2 separate regions of the Zea mays genome follow, and region 2 is linked to region 1. The links are chromatin contacts, called in public Hi-C maps. All regions are on one chromosome and are shown on one strand. Each heading gives the region's core, a stretch centred on a gene start, on an enhancer-like site or on the middle of the called end of the contact. The rest is flanking DNA. Distances are from core to core; before and after follow the strand shown.

The links. Hi-C and Micro-C count contacts between places; a contact is called where the count stands out from the background.
Region 2: a Hi-C map of leaf shows a contact between it and region 1, with 3 times the contacts expected there. The contact joins the promoter of LOC103633644 here to the enhancer-like site in region 1. A contact is called at or near these places in 5 of 25 Hi-C or Micro-C datasets (ear, endosperm, leaf and 1 more).

The regions. Positions count from the first base shown.
Region 1 is chr7:2,266,702-2,274,216 of Zm-B73-REFERENCE-NAM-5.0, forward strand. All of the region lies in intron 1 of LOC103631890, which reads right to left. Among protein-coding and RNA genes, the nearest start is that of LOC103631890, 18 kb to the right of the region's middle. Within about 2 kb of position 4,965, at least 6 of the 20 cell types and tissues checked have an H3K27ac peak or open chromatin away from gene starts, as enhancers often do. A contact at or near this core is called in leaf, where this site is marked.
Region 2 is chr7:2,339,596-2,347,110 of Zm-B73-REFERENCE-NAM-5.0, forward strand. It overlaps LOC103633644, which reads right to left and starts at 2,645. Exons shown (of 2, transcript XM_008655363.4): 1 at 2,081-2,645; 2 at 752-1,968. The coding sequence starts at 2,296. The coding sequence ends at 946.

The sequences.
Region 1 (7,515 bases), core at 3,715-6,214:
TCACCCGCAGACAGATGGTCAGACAGAAAGAATCAACTAGATTCTTGAAGACATGTTGAGAGATTGTGCATTGCAAGACAAGTTAGGTTGGGACAAGAGGCTACCATATACAGAATTCTCCTACAACAACAGCTACCAAGCCAGTCTGAAGATGTCACCATTCCAAGCACTCTATGGGAGGAATTGTAGAACTCTGTTGCATTGGGACCAACCCGGTGAAAGATAGGTGTTCGGTCCAGATATTCTGCTCGAGGCCAAAGAGAACATCAGAATGGTTCGAGAGAATCTGAAGACAGCGCAGTCTAGACAGCGAAGCTATGCTGACACCACAAGAAGAGAGTTGAGTTTTGAAGTGGGAGATTATGTCTACCTAAAAGTGTCACCCATCAGAGGACTCAAAAGGTTCGGAGTCAAGGGCAAGCTAGCACCTCGACACATCAGGTCGTACTAGATCCAAGCAAGGCATGGAGAAGTAGCCTATCAACTCAGCTTACCAGAAAGTCTGTCAGTTGTGCATGATGTGTTCCATGTGTCTCAGCTGAAGAAATGCTTGAGAGTGCTATAAGAGCAGTTGCCAACATAGGACCTTGAAGTTCAAGAAGATCTGACTTACATTGAGAAGCCAACTCAGATTCTAGAGACAGCAGACAGGGTCACCCGGAGAAGCACCATCAGGATGTGTAAAGTCAAATGAGCCATCACTCAGAGGAAGAAGCAACCTGGGAAAGAGAAGACGATATGAAAGCCAAGTACCCTGAACTCTTTGCTAGCCAACCCTGAATCTCGAGGGCGAGGTTCTTTTTAAGGGGGGTAGGTTTGTAACACCCTGAATTGGGGGGGGGGGGGGGGGTATAAAATTTCTTCATAAATATCTACCAAATTCAGGTGTTACCTTTTGTCTGTCTCTCCACTCTCTCTCTCTCTCTCTCTCTTTCTTTTTTAGTAGAATCAAGTTAATTAGGAGAGGGGTTAATTATTTATTTTGTCAAAGTAATGTAAGTCATGGATTGTTGCATCATGCTGAGCCCAAAATATTCTTTTAATTGATGCACATATTTGATTTGGTTTGAATTTGAAACTAGGTTTGAATTTGAACTGAAAACCCTAGAGAAAATAAAATAGAAAGGCATTAGAAATTCCCTGAAAATAGAAAAAACTCATTTTGGCCGAAAACAGCCCAGCCCACGCGCGCGCGAGCCCTCCCTCACAGGTGGACCCCGCCTGTCAGCGCCCTCTAGCCTGTGCTCTCTCTCTCCCTCCCGCTGCCCGGTGGGGCTAGCCTGTCGGCGCCGATCCCCTCACGCACGTGCCCGTTCTCTCTCGCCACCCGGTGGACCCCTTCTATCAGCGCTGACCGCCCATTCGCGAGTTCTTTCTCGCCGGCCCACGGACCCCACCCGTCAGCCCCCTCTGCTTCCATAACCTCCCGTCCTCACACCCTGCCATGGACATGCACGTCGCGCATTTCCCGATCACCTCTACACGTACACGACCTCCTTTTTGAGTCCGCATCCAACTCACTCACTCCCCTCGCCCAGTAGCGCCCCTCTACAGACCCCTCGCACCTCTGCCCCGCACAGCACACGCCCGTGGAGCACCATCGCCGTTCACCGTGACCTCGGGCCTGTTCCGCGGCCGCCGTTGAGCCTCGGTCGTGCTCATTGATCTGGTAAGCTCCACCTCCTTGCCAGCGACTCAAGACACCCCTTGATTTGCCCCTACCCCCTCTATTCCCCTCTGCTCATGCTCATCAGACTCTCGTCGTACAACCGTGTCGCCTCCACCATCGATCCGAGGCCCCGTTGTGTTCTCATCGTCGCTCAAGCGCTCCAGAGCCGTCTCTCAAGGTAATCCACCTCCCCATGCCCCTAATTTCTATTTCCCTGCCTTGTTGCTCGCGCAATCGCTCGCCGCAGACCGGTATCCTCCTGTGCCTCTGCGCCGGTGTCGTGCCCACGACCAAGTCTGCTGTGCCACCCCGAACCCGCCTGAGCCCTTTCCAGCGCCCCAAGATCCCCGACGTGTCCGTGCCCTCGCCTCCGGTGGAGCTCCGCCATGGAGTTTGGTGGTGCCGCCACTAGCAGCCAAGGAGACCCTACCTAGGCTTGTTACGGGATCTCAGACGTTTGTTTGAGATCAAGTGGCCTAGATTCAATTAGAGCAGACCTAATTCTACCCGTCCGATTTGGATCCGACCACTCAGGTCTGCTCCCTCACCCGAGCCCTGCAGCTGGGCCCGGCCGGTCTGGCCGCCTCACCTCTGGGCCGTTGAAAACCTTGGCCCGCCTGTCAGCGCTCGTCCGCGTCCGCCCGCGCCCGCGCTTAGATCGGATCTCGACCGTTCGTCTGCGACCGGATGGCTAAGAATACCCCGTACCCCTTCGCGTGTGATTTTTGTTAAAGAAACCCTCAGTTTCCTGAGAATCAACCTGCAGTCCTATAAATTCACGCGCAGACCCCTAACATCTTATAAACAAACCCCTGACCTTTTAAATAATCACTCATTTAGACCTAATTTTGTATTTCAAACTTCAAAACTTATTTATTTCAAAATTTTTCATATGAACTCCAAATTGAGTGATTCAAATTGCAAAATGTTCATAGGAATATTCTCTATTCAAATAAATTATGTTCATCCACAGTCTGTACACTTTAATTTTATGCTTAGACTATAGGTTTGTTTATGTAATAATTTATTTGTTTAATAAGATAAATAAAAAAGAAACCCTAATGGTACTTAGATGTATAATTTTGTGAGATTAATAATATGCCATGTGTGAATTGATCCCTAGTATAATTTTGTGTCTCACTAAAATTAGTAGAACTAAGTTATGTGATCCATAATGTTCAGAGAATCACTAATCCCTAAATGTAATAATCCCTAGCATTTAGGTTTATCTTTTGTGTTTATAATGTCCTGTCAAGCTTGTATTAACTTGATTGCATGTTTGGTGTGTAGTTCATTTGTCTTTTTCCAAATGTATTGAATGTATGATCGCTTTATTTAGACAACGAGCAGCCCATGGTTTCTGAGTGTGTTGCCGAAGATCTTCCTGAGCAACAACCTGGTGAAGGCAAGTGTCCTCTGACCTATTATGTCCTATTTACTTTATAATCCACCATCCCGCAATACATTATTGAAACCTAAGGATTGACTAGTCTGTATTTATCTTATCCTTGATTACCTTTTGGGTTACTATGGTTAGCTTCATGCTATTGTTTACTTTAATCAATGAACATGAAGTGAACATTTATGATACGATGATGTTATCCCGATGATGATCTTGTGATACTCTAGGGGACTCGAACTATTTTCCTGAGTACCTCTCCGTAAGGACCTGTTCGTTGAGTGACAACCCAGAATAACAGTGCAACCATGACGGTGGAATGGGATGCCCGGAGCTGAATAATTAGATGAACCTGGGGTGTAGTTGGCTTTGCTGGAGGGTCGTCAATGGGGGTCGGGGCGTAGTGCTCGCTCTGCCAAGGGGGGTGCAGAGTTTCATTTGATTTGGTTTTGTTAGTCACCCACCTTAGGGAGGTGTACTGCGTTTGTACGACTGGCGAAACCTAATGAGCAGCTATGCACCAAGGGAGTCTTTGTAAAGGCTACGTAGTGAAACCTTGCCGACTCACCTTGGTAGTGTTTGAGGGTTTGATCGACCCGAGGCAAAAAGGGATCACGACTCGTGGGTAAAATATGAAACCTCTACAGAGTGTTAGAAACTGGTATATCAGCCGAGCTCATAGTTAAGAGCGGCCTTGGGATCCTCTTTGATTAGAAGAACTTTGGATACTTTTATGATGATGTTTAATGATGATGGTCATAATTAAGATCTCTGGTATTTCCTCTTGGAGGGAGTACATTTGGGTAATAATTGGGTTTATTACTAAAACTTGGCTCTATTAATAGTAATAAATATGTGACCAACTAAAAGCTACTGTTTAATCTTAACTCCATACATAGCTAGTCCACTTTAGTCAAACAGGACATTTGTTGAGTACGTTGATGTGTACTCACCCTTGCTTTAAAAATCACCCCACCCTAGGTTGTCCCCACTGTATTCAGTGCTTAGGAGGAGATGCTGGCAACATGGAGGACTCTGAGGAGTTTCAGGACTACAACGAGTTCTAATTATCTTAGTGGCAAACCCCCAGTCAGCTTCCTATGAAGGCCCTATCTTCTACGCTTCATATTCCACACTTTGATTATGTTAATGACTATGTTATAGACTATGTGGATGTATTGGACATCTTGATGTAATAAAGTACCTTTCCGCTATTTACTTTGAGTAATGTGTGATGATGTCCAATTATGTAATCGTTGTGTACGCGAGTTTCTGATCCTGGCACGTACATGGTTCGCATTCGGTTTGCCTTCCAAAACCGGGTGTGACACGTACGAAGAAGAAGTCAGGCCCCCGAGGAATTGCTCACCGAACCAATACCATCGTCGCAAGCCGCCCTGCGTCATGGACATCAGTATTGGCACCATCTCTCCAGGTAAGAACATGTCGACACGTTTCGCTAGCCCCCAGCGTCATGTAGCACCATTTCGTCTAGAGCGCCGAGCACTTGGGCGTCATTTCACTGAACTCTGATGAGGGCGCCGCCGCGGACAACACGTGCGCTACCGCGTTCCACCTAGGGAAGGAGGGGATGAACTTGGGGCGTTGATCGGAGAGGCAACAACTAGGATTAGAACGCCAATCACCCCTTCACCACATTATATCTGAACCGTAAATGTTGGATTAGAAAGGCGGGATTAGAGCAGGACATGGTCATGTGTGGAAAGTTGATCCGGGATCTAAAGGTGATGATAGCATATCGATTCATAACCAATATACCCCTTTAGCTGTTGATCCAGGATTTAAGGCCATTGGTTTCTGATCAAGCGATCCAGAACACAAGATACCCCTTCAGCCGTGAAAATATACTAAAGATCCCCTGCTCTTTGGTCGAATCAACCCACAGTCCACCTTTATGTAAAGATCAATGCATATAGGTCCTAGATTTTACACCGAGCACCATGCGCTCCTAAATATTTGAACCCGAGGTCTTGTAGTTTTAAAATTTATATAAATAAACTTTGAAATTTAATTTCTAGTATAAAATTAATTCTAAAAGCCTAGAAAATTTATATCTAATTCATTTTAACTCCGATTTTAGTGGTTCTCGAGCCTAAAGTTTTGTCTCAACGTGTAGAATATTGCTACTCCGATTTTAACTTTCAGATAAAAATGTTGTCAACTACAAAGTTGTACAACTTTTGAAGTTATACAACTTTCGTTTTGACATTTTTTCATCCGAGGTCGTTTGCAAAATTTGACTTTTAAATTTGACAAATTTAGATGCAATTTTTGAGAGCCGAAATAATGTCTAATAGATAAGTTGTCAACTACAAAGTTTTATAACTTTTAGAGATATACAACTTTTATTTTGGTAGTTTCATCATACGAGGTTGTTTAAAAACTCAAAAAATTAAGGATAAAAATTATTTCTAGTGACGATTCCTTAAGAAAACCGCCACTAGAAATCGTATTTCTACATGCGGTTACTTAAGAAAACCACCTGTAGAAATACGATTTCTAGTGACGGTTTTATTAAGGAACCATCACTAAAAATACTACAGACGGTTGATAATCGAATTCGCCTGTAAAAATATACTGCGGCGCAACTTTGAGCCTTTTTCTACTAGTGGGTGGTAAGGCTATCTCTGGCAGCCTCCCTATCTCACATCTTATCTCACTTATTATTTTAAATTCCACTTTGTAAATAGTTTTGTCGGGGACCATAATTAGGGGTACCCTCAAGACTCCTAATTCTCAGCTGGTAACCCCCATCAGCACAAAGCTGCAAAGGCCTGATGGGTGCGACTAAGTCAGGGATCGGTCCATTCAAGGGACTCGATCATGCCTCGCCCGAGCCTAGCCTCGGGCAAGGGCAGCCGACCCCGGAGGATCTCCATCTCGTCCGAGGCCCACCTCCAGCGACGAACATACTTCCGGCTCGCCCGAGGCCCAGTCTTCGCTAAGAAGCAACCATGGCCAAATCGCCACGCCAACCGACCAAATCGCAGGGGCATTTAATGCAAAGGTGGCCTGACACCTTTATCCTGACGCGCGCCCTTCAGTCGACAGAGCCGAAGTGACCGCAGTCACTTCGCCGCTCCACTGACCGGCCTGACAGAAGGACAGCGCCGCCTGCGCCGCTCCGACTGCTGTGCCACTCGATAGAGTGAGGCTGACAGGCAGTCAAGCCCGGCCTCAGGCACCATAGGAAACTCCGCTCCGCCCGACCCAGGGCTCGGACTCGGGCTCAGCCCCGGAAGACGGCGAACTCCGCTCCGCCCGACCCAGGGCTCGGACTCGGGCTCAGCCCCGGAAGACGGCGAACTCCGCTCCGCCCGACCCAGGGCTCGGACTCGGGCTCAGCCCCGGAAGACGACGAACTCCGTTTCGCCCGACCCCAGGGCTCGGACTCAGCCCTGGCCTCAGCCGACGGTCTCTGCCTCGCCCGACCCAGGGGCTCGGACTCGACCTCGGCCTCGGAAGACAGACTCGACCTCGACCTCGGAGGAGCCTCCACATCGCCCAACCTAGGGCACGGACCGACCACGTCAATAAGAGGCGCCATCATTACCCTACCCCAAGCTGACTCAGGCTACGGGAAACAAGACCGGCGTCCCGTCTGGCTCGCTCCGCCAGACAAGCAATGATAGCGCCCCGCACGCTCTATGACGACGGCGGCTCTCAGCCCCCTTACGGAAGCAAGAGGACGTCAGCAAGGACTCGACAGCTCCGACAGCTGTCCTTCCGCCAGGCTCCAGCGCTCCTCCGACGGCCACGACACCACACGAACCGGGTGCCAAAACCTCTCCGGCTGCCACGATGGCATGTACTTAGGGCGCTAGCTCTCCTCCGCTAGACACGTTAGCACTCTGCTACACCCCCCATTGTACACCTGGATCCTCTCCTTACGCCTATAAAAGGAAGGACTAGGGCCCTCTTACAGAGGGTTGGCCGCGCGGGGAAGAGGACGGGACAGACGCTCACGTGAGGCCGCTCGCTCCCCTCCCGCGTGGACGCTTGTAACCCCCTACTACAAGCGCACCCGACCTGGGCGCAGGACAAACACGAGGGCCGCGGGATTTCCACCTCTCTCTCTCTCCGGCTGCCTTTTTCCCCCCTTCGCGCTCCGTCTCGCGCCGACCCATCTGGGTTGGGGCACGCGGCGACATTTCACTCGTCGGTCCAGGGACCCCCCCGGTCTCGAAATGCCGACAGTTGGCGCGCCAGGTAGGGGCCTGCTGCGTGTTGACGAACAGCTTCCCGTCAAGCTCCAGATGGGCAGTCTCCAGCAACCTTTTCAGCCCGGGACGGTGCTCCGTTTCGGGAGTCTTGAGTTCATGTCCCTCGACGGCAGCTATGACATGATACTCCTTCCCCCGCCGTACGACAGCGACAATGGCGGCCGATAGCCCGCCCGCCGGCGGCGGAATCGACGACGTCTACC
Region 2 (7,515 bases), core at 1,395-3,894, 71 kb after region 1:
CGGATGGATGGAGGTGCGTCCAGTCATGTGGAGATCCCGATAGTACACGATAGTAGCAAACAACTTTTGAGCACGCGCGAACGCACGCAGACGAAGCCGGCCAATAATTGAGCTCGATGGACCTATCGTATTCGTGGGCCACGAATCAGATATTGGGCTGCCCGAAGCCGAATCACACGCAGACCAGTTCGCGGGCCCGGGCTTCCTTTTATTTCTTCTTGTCTTCTTTTATCTTTCTTCTGGCAGGTCGTGCGTGGATCAGGATGAGGAGAAGCATATCGCAACAGTTGTACTCCATTCCCGTGCTCCATGAGTAGAAGCAAATTGCGTGCGTGCGTGCATGATCGCTTTGCCCATGCATAGGAAAAAAAAAAAGAGGAGCTGAGGCGTTCAAATGATTGGCACTGGCAGGCAGTAGTAGGTAGGCAGGGCCAAATCCATTCTCAGTCACACGTTACAGCGGGCTTCTCTTGAAACAGTCGCTGCAGTACAACATGTCGACAACATTGTACAGGACACCATCATTGGGTTGGCTTGGCTTGGAATGTCTGCCGGGACAGAGTGTCGGCATGCTTGCCAGACAGCTACCGTTCCGTTTCCTCTCAATCCGAATATATGTACAGTAGCAGGAGTGTTTATGTGGAGGATAGATATTAATTGTACTTGCACGCCATTATTAAGGCGGCGTCCTTGTCATTGCCTTGCCGATCCAGTCATGATCATGCGTGTCAATCATCACCATGCATCAATCGATCCTGAATCCATTCGAGATGGTGCAAATAAAACAAGATTTGCTTGCAACTTGTCCATTGATGTGATGTAAAAGCGTTACTGTAACAGCACACTCAAACTCTAAATTAATCTCATTTCCTCTAAATTAAGCTACCCGCCCTCTTTTTTGGATCCTGTATGTACATCCCTCCATGGAGGGAGAAAAAAAACTGCCTAAAACTCCCTCGGGTCCACGAAGATGGAGGCGCCGGGGGGCGCCTTGGTCCAGTCGCCGAGCGCGCCGTCGCCGTACCCGTCCGCGAGGCGCTTGATGCACCAGAGGTCCTCGGCGCCGAGCCGCGCCCAGTGCGGCACGCCGGCGCGGAGCGGGTCGCAGGCGGCCAGCTCGGTGGCCACGACGCGCGCGCCGGCGCGCCGCGCCGCGTTGTGCGCGTGGCGGCAGAGCGCGGTGGCCAGCCGCGGCGCGTCGGGCCCGGCGCCGCCCAGCCCGTACAGGAAGTGGATGCCGAAGGGCCGGAACAGGTCGGGCACGGACGGCACGCGGGCGAGCCACGGCGACAGCGCGCGGTCGGCGGCGCGCGAGGCGCGCGCCGCCGCCCGCCACAGCCGCGGCGCCCCGCGCACCTCGAGCCGGAACGCGTCCTTGCAGTTCCACACGCTGCACACCGCCCACGACGCCGGCGGCGACGCCAGGAACGGCTCGGCGCCGGCGCCGCCGCCGCCGGGCCACGCGCGCGCGTCCGGGACCGCCAGGAACGTGCCGAGCGACAGCGGGTTGCGCAGCACGGCGTCGATGTCGCGCGGGAAGAACTCCACGCCCGCGAACCGCGCGCGGTAGAGCAGCTCGGCGTCGCGGGGGCACAGCCGGACCACCGCGGCGCGGCGCGGCGGGGCCAGGTCGTGCCGGAACACCGGGTGCGCCAGCACGGACGGGGCGCGGAACTTGGCGTACCCGCAGCGGGAGGTGAAGAGCCGCACCGAGGGCTCGTTGGCGCGGTCCGTCGCCACGTACGCGTACTCCGCGCCCGCCTGCCGGAACCACTCCTCCATCCGCGCCACCAGCGCGCGCGCCACGCCGCGGCGCCGGTGAGCCGGCGACACGCGCAGGCCCAGCAGGTAGCCCACCTTGGAGAAGAGCTCGAGCTCGTCGTCCCGCCCGCGCCGCCCGCACGCCACGGTCTTCACGCACCCGCGCACCACGCCCACGACCTCGCCGCCCGCGCCGGACTCGGCAACCTGCGGCAGGCAGGCAAGGCATCCACCGAAACCGTGCGCTTCAGCGACCGCGATCGATCGATCATGCTAGGATACCGATGGTCCGCGGCAGGCAGGCAGGATAACAACGTACGAGCATGAGGAAGGCCGGGGAGTGCCGGACGCGGCACAGCGGGTCGCCGAGGAGGTCGGTGAAGAGGCAGAGCTTGCCGGCGCTGGGGCCGACCTCGCAGGCGCGCTCCAGGCGCTCCACGGCGGCGCGGTCGTGGTCGCTGGCGCCGTCGAACTCGCGCACCGTCACGTCCTCCTCCTCCTCCTCCGCTGCCGCCGCTGACACCACCACCACCATTGAGACGAGTGCGCAACTGCTCGACCTGCCACGTACGTACGTGACGAGCTCGCTGGCCAGGTACTCTCTCTGTCACTCGTGTCTCTGACTCTCTGTATATATATATAGGTGCGAATCTGGCGGCGGGCGGTTCAGCTCCTCCTCCGGAGTGGGGGTAGTGGAGTGAGTGCCAGGTAATTATACCGAGGTCGAGGAGAAACTGCGCCGGAGCAGGAGGAAGGAAAGAAACTGATGGATTGGAATTGGAACAGAGAGAGAGGCAGGCGGGGAAACGAGACGACGCCTCCCGTTGCTTGATGGAGACGAGGCTATAGTGTACTAGTGCCTCTATCCTCTAGCTGAGTGGGGGTTGTGCCATAGCCCATAGCATAGGATTGCTACGTTACGTACCAGCTAGCGGTAGTGCAGTGCGGTACTTTGGTGGCAATGGCAACGCACAACCTCGAGGTGGGCTCCACAGGAAGTGGTCGCCCGGGCCCAGCGCCCCCGCTTGTGCGTGCTTGTCTCTTCCTCCCTCCGCTTCCTCCTCATTCCGTTTGAACTACACGTACCCCCACCCTTGGCTTTTTCGTTTTTTTTCGGTAATATATGCGAGACTCTTAATTAGGCGGTATACCACAGAAATTTCAGAGGAATTGTTGACGCCTTTTCGGAGCGCCAAACACTCAACAAAAACCGTGGCGGTGCCCTCTGCACAGGGGCGGACGGTCCGCGCGCAGGGGCCGGACGGTCCGCGGCCTGGTGCGAGGCGCGGTGGTACTCTCTGCGCAGGGGCGGACTGTCCGCGGCCTGGGGCCGGACGGTCCGCGGCCTGGTGCGCGGCTAGGGCTTCTCTGCCTGACGGCCGGACGGTCCGCGCCCTAGGGCCGGACGGTCCGCGCGTACGCAGGGGCGGCGGAAGATCGCCGGCGGCGCCTGGATCTCGCTCCCGGGAGGGACCCCGTCGGGGAGGAGAGATCCTAGGGGTTGTCTAGGCTCGGGCAGGCCGACCTAGACTCCTCTAATCGACGTAGAGTCGAGGAGAGGCGGAGAATTTGGGGATCGAGTGGCTAAACCTAAACTAGACTAAAACTACTCCTAGGATAAAATGCGAATAAAAGTTGTATTGATTCGATTGTTGATGATTACAAATCGGCCGTAGACCTCTCTATTTATAGAGGAGGGGGGCTGGACCCTTTACACAACTGATTCCGAGCTAATCCCGCGAATATAGCTAACAACCGTAGCACAAAACTCGGAACCCTAATCTGTTCTGCGCACGCGCGGACCGTCCGGACCGCGGACCGTCCGGCCTCAGGGCCGGACCGTCCGCCGGCTCAAAACCGGTTCGAACATATGCCCCCCTGCCTTTTGGTGGAGCTGGGCGAACCAAAAGCAACTAACTCGATGTGATCACATCGGTTTTCTTAGGCATCTTGCCACATACTAGGATGGTACTGTTTGAGGAAACGCCCATTCAAAGCCTTAGGTAAATCCTTGCCTTGTAATGTTTGTAGTAAATAAGCGTTACCAAACATCACCTGTTTCACTTTATAAGGACCCTCCCAGCTTGGCGACCATTTCCCGAACTTTCGGTCTTTATTCCTTAGAGGCAGAATGGTCTTCCACACCAAGTCTCCTACTTGGAATGATTTTGCTTTGACCTTTTTGTTGTAGGCCCTAGCTACCATGATCTTGTCCTTTTCTATTGCTCCCAAAGCTATCATCCTCTTGTCGGTCACCTCATCAATATTATCCATCATTGAATTATAATAATCAGTAGTAGTTAGATCATTTTGTCTGGCAAACCTGACAGCATTCAAACTTATTTCCACAGGTAACACTGCTTCCTGCCCATAGACAAGCTCAAAAGGAGATACTTTAGTAGCACTATGCTTAGATATTCTATGAGCCCATAAAGCTTCAGACAAAATCTTATGCCAATGTCTAGGATTATCAGATACCTTTTTCTTTATCAAATTAATCAATGTCCTATTACTAGACTCGGCCTGTCCATTGGCCTGAGCATAATATGGAGACGAATTAAGCAGCTTAATTCTGTATAATTCAGCAAATTCACGTACCTCCTTTGACATAAAAGAAGTACCTTGATCTGTAGTCAAGGTCTGGGGAATGCCGAATCTATGAATAATATGCTCAGTTATGAACTCAATTACCTCCTTGTGCGTCATGTTCTTTAGAGCAACGGCTTCAGTCCATTTGGTGAAATAGTCAGTGGCAACTAACACAAACTGATGCCCCTTTGATGATGAAGGATGAATTTCTCCAATAAAGTCTAATCCCCATCCTCTGAATGGCCAAGGCTTGATGATAGGATGTAATTCGGCTGCAGGGACCAACTGTAGGTCGCCGAATTTTTGACACACTTGGCACCCATTGTAGTACTTGAAACAATCAGTTGTCATACTAGGCCAATAAAAACCAGACCTTCGCAACAACCACTTCATCTTTGGAGCTGATTGATGGGTACCACAAATCCCTTCATGTACTTCGGCCATGGCTAATATAGCATCATCTGGGCCCAAGCACTTAAGCAGGACATCATTAACCGTTCGGCGGTAAAGTTCATCACTCATCAAAACATACTTGAAAGTTGTTCGCCGAATGTTCTTATCTGTCCTGATATTGGGATTTTGCAAATAATTAAGTATAGGTGTCCTCCAATCACTCGTATCGGCTTCATTGTCAGCCGAATCGATTAAGAGAACCTTTCTGGTAACCTCGGACGGTCCGGCGTCAACGCGCGGACGGTCCGCGACCTGGGAATTTGGCTCTGCACTGGTTATCAGATTTTCAGTTTTGTGAAATTTCCCTCTCTTTATCCGATAACCCGATGCATCTTGTGCCAAGTTGTTAGCCCTATGATTCTCAACTCTAGAGATATGTTGAATACTGAATTCATCAAAAGAATGGATTATGCTCCAACATTTCTCAAGATAGCTATTTAGAGTACCATCAAGACATTGATATTCTTCTAACACTTGTTGGACAACTAGCTGAGAATCACCAAATACCTTCACATGTTTTACTCCCATACCATCTAACAGTTCTAAACCGAATAGGAGGGCCTCATATTCAGCTTGATTATTAGTGCAATACGTTTCCAATCGGCTAGAGAAGTCAAAGGAGACATTACTTGGTGAAACAAGCACAATGCCAATTCCTTGCCCTTCATTGCAAACCGATCCATCAAAATATAAAGTCCAAGGAGTAATAGTGAGGTATGATATGTCTAGCTCATGAATATCATTAACCCGATGTTCTACAATAAAATCCGCTACGACTTGGCCTTTCATAGATTTCAATGGTTCATAAGCCAAGTCATACTCTATGAGTGCATAAGCCCACTTACCAATTCTACCACTCATAATTGGGTTATGCAACATGTACTTGATTACATCGGCTTGACCAGAAACAGTGCAATGACTAGACAGTAAATAACATCTACATTTGGTGCATGCATAAAACAAGCATAAGCATAACTTTTCAATAAAAGTGTACCTTGTTTCAGCATCCACCAACCTTCGGCTTAGATATGTCACCACATGCTCCTTCCCCTCAGTTTCTTGTGTCAGAACAGCCCCAATAACCTTGTCTTCAGCTGCAATATATAATCTGAATGGTGCTCCTACTTGTGGTGCTCTTAACACGGGAGCCGAAGACAAGTATTTTTTAATGAGATCAAATGCTTCCTGCTGCTCTGCCCCCCAAGTGAATTCAGCATCATTCTTAAGCCGAAGGATAGGGGTGAAAGCATCAATCTTCCCGGCTAAGTTAGAAATAAACCTTCGTAAATAATTCACCTTGCCGAGAAACCTCTGCACTTCGACCTTACACGTCGGAGGCCCCACATTCCGAATAGACTTGATTCGGTCAGGGTCTATTTCTATACCATGTTCATGGATGACAAATCCTAAAAACTTACCAGCCGACACTCCAAAAGCACATTTACGTGGGTTCATTTTTAAACCATACCGACGCATTTTATCAAAGGCTTTGCGCAAATCAGCTATATGAGAACTAAACTCAGCCGATTTGACTACAATATCATCAATGTAAACTTCCACGGTGTTTCCTAACAATTCATGGAAGATCAAATTCATAGCCCTCTGATAAGTAGCACCAGCATTTTTCAGACCAAACGTCATGACAACCCACTCGAATAAACCAATGAAGCCTGGACATATAAAGGCCGTTTTAGATGCATCTTCTTCGGCCATGAAAATCTGATTATATCCGGCATTACCATCAAGGAAGCTAATAATTCTATTTCCTGATGCATTATTGATTAATGTGTCGGCTATGGGCATGGGATATTCGTCTTTAGGAGTTGCTCTATTTAAATTGCGAAAATCAATGCATACTCTAAGTTTACCTGTCTCCTTCTTCTCCACCGGCACAATATTGGAGACCCACTCTGCGTATCTGCAAGGTCTGATAAAATCAGCTTCCAGTAGCCGGTGGATTTCGTCCTTGATGCGTGGGAGAAGATCCGGACGAAATGTTCTGGCTCTTTGCTTGAAAGGTCTGAAACCAGGTTTAATAGGCAGCCGATGCTCTACGATCTCTCGGCTTAATCCAGGCATCTCAGTATAATTCCAAGCAAAGCAATCTGAATATTCCTTCAATAGACCGATCATCTCATTTCTAGAATCGGTCTCCAGGGTCTTGTTTACAAAAGTCGGCCGTGGAGTTTTACCATCTCCTATGTCAATCTCCTCCAAAGGATCGGCCGATGTAAACCCCTGTCCTAGTTTATCAAGATCTCTGAATTCCTCTATCATGTCCCCCACAGAGGAATCAGATGATCTTTGTGTGATGGCGGACTTTCCGGTCTCGGGGACCGGATCATCCGTAATACTGTCTTTTCGTTGTGGTAGATGTTCGGTCTTAAAGTCCGAACTCTTTTGTGAAAGACCAGACCATCCGGCCTTGGCGGCCGAACTGTCCGTGACCAAAGACTCATGAACTTTGTGTGTATTCATCATTTAACTTTATTTAGGATTTAGCCGATTCTCCATCGGCTCTAGCATTACAGGGATGAAACCTTTCTTATCTATACTTATGAATTGATAATCAGAAAAGTCTACTCCTGTGAGACATGTAGCAGTCTCATAAGTCCAGAGTACAGGGGCATCGGCCACAGCGATGCAGGCCGATACATCAGCATGTACTTGTTCTATGTCATCGCCTACCCATTGTATCAGCATTTGATGTAA